2 separate regions of the Mus musculus genome follow, and region 2 is linked to region 1. A link is a contact called in public Hi-C data. All regions are on one chromosome and are shown on one strand. Each heading gives the region's core, a stretch centred on a gene start, on an enhancer-like site or on the middle of the called end of the contact. The rest is flanking DNA. Distances are from core to core; before and after follow the strand shown.

Evidence for each region. A called contact is a pair of places that touch in the nucleus more often than the background predicts.
Region 2: a contact with region 1 is called in a Hi-C map of pro-B cells, with 2.7 times the contacts expected there. The contact joins two enhancer-like sites. A contact is called at or near these places in 1 of 39 promoter capture datasets (the C10 cell line), 2 of 15 datasets of contacts at CTCF or cohesin (large pre-B cells and pro-B cells) and 5 of 484 Hi-C or Micro-C datasets (the 63-12 cell line, the C10 cell line, cumulus cells and 2 more).

Annotation. Positions count from the first base shown.
Region 1 is chr1:166,817,936-166,820,859 of GRCm38.p6, forward strand. No RefSeq gene overlaps it. Among named protein-coding and RNA genes, the nearest start is that of Gm33404, 36 kb to the right of the region's middle. Within about 2 kb of position 1,661, at least 60 of the 459 cell types and tissues checked have an H3K27ac peak or open chromatin away from gene starts, as enhancers often do. A contact at or near this core is called in the 63-12 cell line, pre-B cells and pro-B cells, where this site is marked.
Region 2 is chr1:166,898,088-166,901,089 of GRCm38.p6, forward strand. No RefSeq gene overlaps it. Among named protein-coding and RNA genes, the nearest start is that of Gm33404, 44 kb to the left of the region's middle. Within about 2 kb of position 1,329, at least 45 of the 459 cell types and tissues checked have an H3K27ac peak or open chromatin away from gene starts, as enhancers often do. A contact at or near this core is called in the 63-12 cell line, pre-B cells and pro-B cells, where this site is marked.

The DNA.
Region 1 (2,924 bases), core at 411-2,910:
AGTGGGTGGGTGGAAGAGCACCCGTATGGGAGATGGGATGGGGGTTTCCGAAGGGGAGACCTGGAAAGGGAAAAATATATGAAATGTCAATAAACAAAATATCCAAGAAAAAAATGACAAAACTGACATTTGAGAAGCATATCTTTCATCACCACCTAATAGACTCCCCCTTTCCTCACAGGGCACCTGTCTTGCGTAATTCTGCAGTGTTTCTTTACACAGATAGCAGCAACTACGAACACATTCAACACTTCCCTCTGCTATTCAGATGGATTACACAGTATTCAATCTTGCCACCTATTTTCATTTGTTTGCTTATTTGATTTTTGTTTCTGAGATATTTGCCCAGGCTGGCTTTGCCCAAACTAGCTGACACTCTGACCTTGATCCTCCTGCTTCCCTGCTCCTAGTGTGGGACTAGAGGCATGCACTACCATACCTGGCAGATGTGTGTGTGTGTGTGTGTGTGTGTGTGTGTGTGTGTGTATGTGTGTGTGTGTGTGTGTGTGTGTGTGTGTGTGTGGTGTGTCCTCCTGTGTGTGTCTCTATGTGTGTGTATACCTGTTCATATGATTACATGTATGTGCATGTGTATGGTATGCATGTGTGCTTGTGTGTACCTGTGCATGTGAAGGCTAGAGGAGGACCTTAGTCCATTCCACAGGAAGCTTTGTTCACTTTGTTTCTTTCTTTGTTTGAAGGGTCTCTTACTGACCTAGAACTCTTCCAGAGTGGCTAGGCTGGCTGCTAAGCCAACCTCAGGGATCTTCCTGTCTCTGCTTCTCCATGCTTGGGTAATACGCATGCGCCCCATGCCTGGCTTTTTCACATGGATTCTGGAGATTGGACTCAGGTCTTTAGGCTTTTGCTGTAAGCTTTCTTCACCCACTGAGCTCAGTAACGGCTGCCTCACTGCCTCGATGCCTCCCTGCCACTTCCTGTGTGGTGTTGAAACTGATTAGCATTCGAATGTGCAGTTAGACCACAGTTTATCCAGGCTCCCATTGCCAGACACTTGTACTTCTTACTATATATTGGCTAAAATAACTTTTGCACACCTAACATTTTTACATATGTACATTTTAATCTACAGACAAGATTCTAGAGGAAGGTCTGGTGCATATGTAGTTTTCCTCACTATGAGCAGCTCTCCCCTTATAGAATTCCAGTCTGTGATTTGTGGCACTTCTTCCTGTGTCCAGAACCTTGCCAATGGTGTGCTGTTTAATGTGGATTTTGACACACACACACCCTTCACTACTAAATCTACAAAATCATTTCCTTAGCTGGACCTTTTTCTAGCTTTTCTAGTCTGTTTTATGGTCTGTTTGTCCACTCAGATACCCACATCCCACTGTTTTCATTACTGAAGTTGTAGAACGCCATTGCTCTTGAGAAGAGGCTAATTTGCCCTCACTAATGTTTGTCCTCAGAAACGCCCTTGGTCGCTCCAGTTTGTCTAAGTTTCCGTGTGAACTTCAGAACCAGCTTTCTTGGTTTGTGGACAACTGGATTAAATTTACAAACTAAAGAAAGTTGGCGTCTTTGTGACTTTTATTCTTCCTCAGAGCACGGCATATTACTTGCATCTGCTGGGCTCCAGTCTTGTGTGGCTTGCGTCATTTCTGATCTCACACCAACTGCTGTACAAAGGCCAGGAGATGACGGATAGCAAGTTAGAGTGACAAACAGGAAACAGATTTGTCTGTGCAAAAGTCAAGGGGCTTCTGTATTCTGGCCGCACAGGAAGGGTTAAGATTATACCCCGAAGGAAAAAGGAGGAGAAAAACATTGTCTCAGCTTGATGCTTCCTGTTGGCTATTTCAGTCCATTCTCGCTTTACAGATCATAACAAGGCCATGAGAAAGAATGCCCTTGGGATTAATTTACCCAGAACTGCAAACCACGGGTTACCATATGCCTCACACAGGAGCTTCAACAAATGCTAGAGGTTATAGTGTTAATGAATATGAAAGTGAAGAAAATATCATATATATGAAGTCAATTGTCAAATATCTTAGAATTCACAATTCAACCCTCTGTCAGCCGGCTTCTGAAGCCCGGACTGGATACTGTCTGATTCTCTCCTGGGGAAGTTCTCTTAGGTCAGTTCGCTTTGACAATGTTTATCAACCATCTGCTCTAAAAACCTTGAATATTAAACTCCCATTCCTGAAGTTATGCTAGGGAAAGCGTAATAATTTGTAAATTAAAAAAAGACGGTCATGTCACGTGAGCATGAGAGACGTAAAGGAGATGTCAGCTGATGTGACAGATTCCAGGAAGGCGTAGAGTGAGGTGAGTTCCAGGAGCCTTACTCAGTGGAGTAACAGCTGTTGGGCTCAATCCTCTCCTCTGTGTCCCCTCTCTTCCAGTCCCTGGCTCTCTCATCCTTCTCTCCTCTCCATTTCTCTCTGCTTGAAGTTCTCAGGCTGGCTGTTCTGGGAGCCCAGGCTGACATGGTAGCTCCAGGATTACCCACCTCACCTGGGTTCTCTCCAAGGAACTTCTGATGAGTTATGCTTCAGCCTCTCTCAGCAAGGTAGCCAAAGGATGGAGGGGGTGTATGATAAGTAGGATCCCTCACCCAGCCCAATACCTGTCCCCTAATCACATGGCTGAAGTCCAGGAAGAGCAATGGTTCATTTGCTGAGGGCTTAACCTTTGAGTAGTGCTGGGGACAAAGAAGCAGACACGGCAATGGTAGAAGTAAATGGGAACCCAGCCCCTCTCTGGGCTATCATGCAGACACTTAAAAATGCCTCTCAATATTAATATGACATAATAACGTGGGGAGGGGTGGTGAGGTGGTTGTTCTTCTAGAGGACTCAGGATTGGTTCTCAGCACCCACCTGATTGGAACTCCAATTCCAGAAGATCTGCTCTCCTCTTCTAAGCTCTGCGGGCGCCAGGCACTCACATAG
Region 2 (3,002 bases), core at 79-2,578, 80 kb after region 1:
AGAACTTTGGAAGAAGTAAGCAAGAATCTGTACCTCAAGTTTGTTGCTTGTTTTCAAAGCTTCCCATTCAGTTGAGGAAAGACAATGGCTGCATCGAAACATTTAACAAAGCAAGATAGAGACAAGAAATCCAGACGAATGCACAGGGGAATGGCAGATGTTGAGCCGGTCAAGGGTGATAGACGCAGGGGGGGGGGGGGACACGACACGGACACATGCTGGAAATGTTAGTCCTAAGAATGACAATTTGCTGTAATTTTGCCCTGGTGAACAAAGCCAGCCATGAGCCAATCCAGAGTCCCTGTTGGTGAGCAAATTATACGTGAAAATATAATGCTCTGATAACCATTGCCAAACTAGACACCAAATAGCTCTTGGATGAAAGGTCTAGGTTTTTAGTGACAGTCAGCTGGCTGGTAGGTAATTTTTCCCCCCAGAAACAGTCTCAACTCTCTTGATTACAGGAAACTAAGATTGAACATTTTATTAAGAACATTAATTTTCCCCAGAACTAAATTCTAAGCTTCAACTTTGAAAGTAATTCCATCCTAGAATATATTTAGGAGCTGTTTGCTTTGACAGTAGAGGCACCCATGCCTTCCATGAACTTGTTGCCACTACAAGACAAAACAGGCTGCAAAACTCCTATCGCCTTGTATAAACTTTTGGCCAGAGATCATATCTCAACTCCCATATTCTTTCTCTATGAAGGACAGCCCTGTGTAACAGACGTATTGTGATCAGAGGTAGATACAGGTAACAGTGATTCTACAGCTTGTACACTTTAGAGAGCACTGTGGGAGGAGAACACACAAAATGTGGGGGCTGGACAGATGGCTCAATGATCAAGAGACCTGGCAGCTCATCCAGAGAAGCCAGATTCAGTTCCCAGAATACACAGTGTCTCACAGTCATCTCTAACTCCAGTGCTGGAGGAGCTGATGGCATCTTCTGACCTCTGTGAGCACTCGGTGTGCACATGGTACACAGACATACACCCAGGCAAATAGTTCATACAAATAAAATATAAAATAATATTCTTAAATACAAATCTTTAATAAAAATAGATATAACTTAGCTACTTATGTAAGATAGGAAAATTATCAGAGGAAATCCATGGATCCTAGGTGTTAAGTAACTATTACTTCCTAATTGAAATATCCTCTCTGAGAAGGAAGAGAAAGGCTCCTAAGACTCATTAAGCTAAGAAAACTTTTAAGACTCAGAAAGCTATAAGCTTTACAAGATGCCTCCCTAAGGTTACGAAAGCAGTAAACACTGTCTCAGGAGAATATTTTATTTGGCCAGAGGAACCACCCGGAAGTCACACAGGAAGCTTCAGGGACGCAGCTGTCACAAGTTATCATCCATGCTGGGGTGGGGTTTTCTAATGATGTAGCTGCGCCCTGAGGAAATCATACTTCTCCAAGTTATCTTTCACCCATGCTCCCAGAAGTAATCTCTGTGAACTGACTGGTTCATTAAGTTAGACTCCGATAGAGCCTTTTCTTTGGTCTGTTTCCAGTGCCTCGAGTGGATGAATACATGTTCGCTCACAGCTCCCCAGGAAAAGCCACAGGATGCTTGTTCTTCAGAAACCTCTTAACCATAAATGGGTTTGTGGCAACGTTTTTCCACCTGCATCCTGGCCTGCCCTCCCCACCAACGACACAGTGACTCCCTGCATCTCTGTGCTACCCAGGCTCAAACTTTGAACTCTGTTTACTACCCAGTAGGTCAGCCTCTGACCCGGCTCCTCTTGTAGCTAGGCTCACTTATTGCCCCCAAGTACCACTCTTACTCTGGATAGTCAGAGTACCCAGTCACCCTGCCCTGGTTTCATACATTTTATTTGGCAATTTGCTTTGTCTATGGCTAGACTCAACAACCACCTGTTGACCAAGAGGTGGGAAGCACCGTGCTGCTATGGAGATGAACTTTCTAGTAAATGGCCGTAATATCTACATATTTTGAGGAAGTGAGTCCTCATTTGTTCATTTATTTTTATGTTGTTTACTATAAGAATTGCCGATGTGCTAGGACCTGAGCAAGAGATCAAGTGACAGAGCCACATCAAGGAAACTGGTATTTCCACTTCTCTCAGGTGAGAACCTGAGTCACTGGAACCTGCTAAGTATCTGCCAATAACAGAGCCAGGGTATGAGAGGTGAGCCTATGTTTTTTAGAGCCAGAGGTTTAACCACCTGGCTAACCATCTAGCAAGAGCCTTCTCTTTTTTGATGCAGACACATACAGACAGACACACTCACTCCAATAATAGATGCTTATGGGCTGCAATTTACAGAGCATTTCTTTCGAAATTGTATCGTCCATCTTCTAATAACCCTGTGAAACACAGGGGAGAAGGGAGAGGAACAAGCCAGGTCTACACTGTCAGCCAGCTGGGGCCTGGAGAAAACCCCTTTTTGGCAGAATGGGGAGAGTTCTGATTAAATCATTTGTAAGGCGCTCTGCTGTCCTTTGAACATCCCTCTGGCAACTCCAACCATATATCCCTTCCCACAGGCCCCTTTGTCATGTGAGTAGAATCGGAGGAGGCAACTGAGCAGGAAGAAAAGGAAGGGAGAGATTGATGGCGGGGTTTGAGTCTATTCAGAGGCAGGAGCAAATGTGCAGCCACGAAGAAACTTAAAGCTTTTTTGGCCAAAAGCCCTGAAGCTGAGGAGTTCACTAGATGCCGGGATTTGTTTCCGCTCAGCCAGCTGCCAGCGAGCAAGCTTCCTGAGCTCTGTCCTTGTCAACTAGGGGCTGTGAAATTACCCCCTTCCTCACCTCCCCCAGTTCTCAGCTCTCCCCCCAGCCTTTTCTTTCTCTTTCCAGGTACTAAAGACATACTGTACATGGTAGGTACTAAGCATGGTACTAAGCACCATACTGTACATGGTAAGTACTAAGCACCCCCATAAGTACCAGCTTCTAGACATTGCTTCTTAAGAGACTAGAGATGCAGATCGGGGAAGGATGGACTTGCAAAAGGCCAA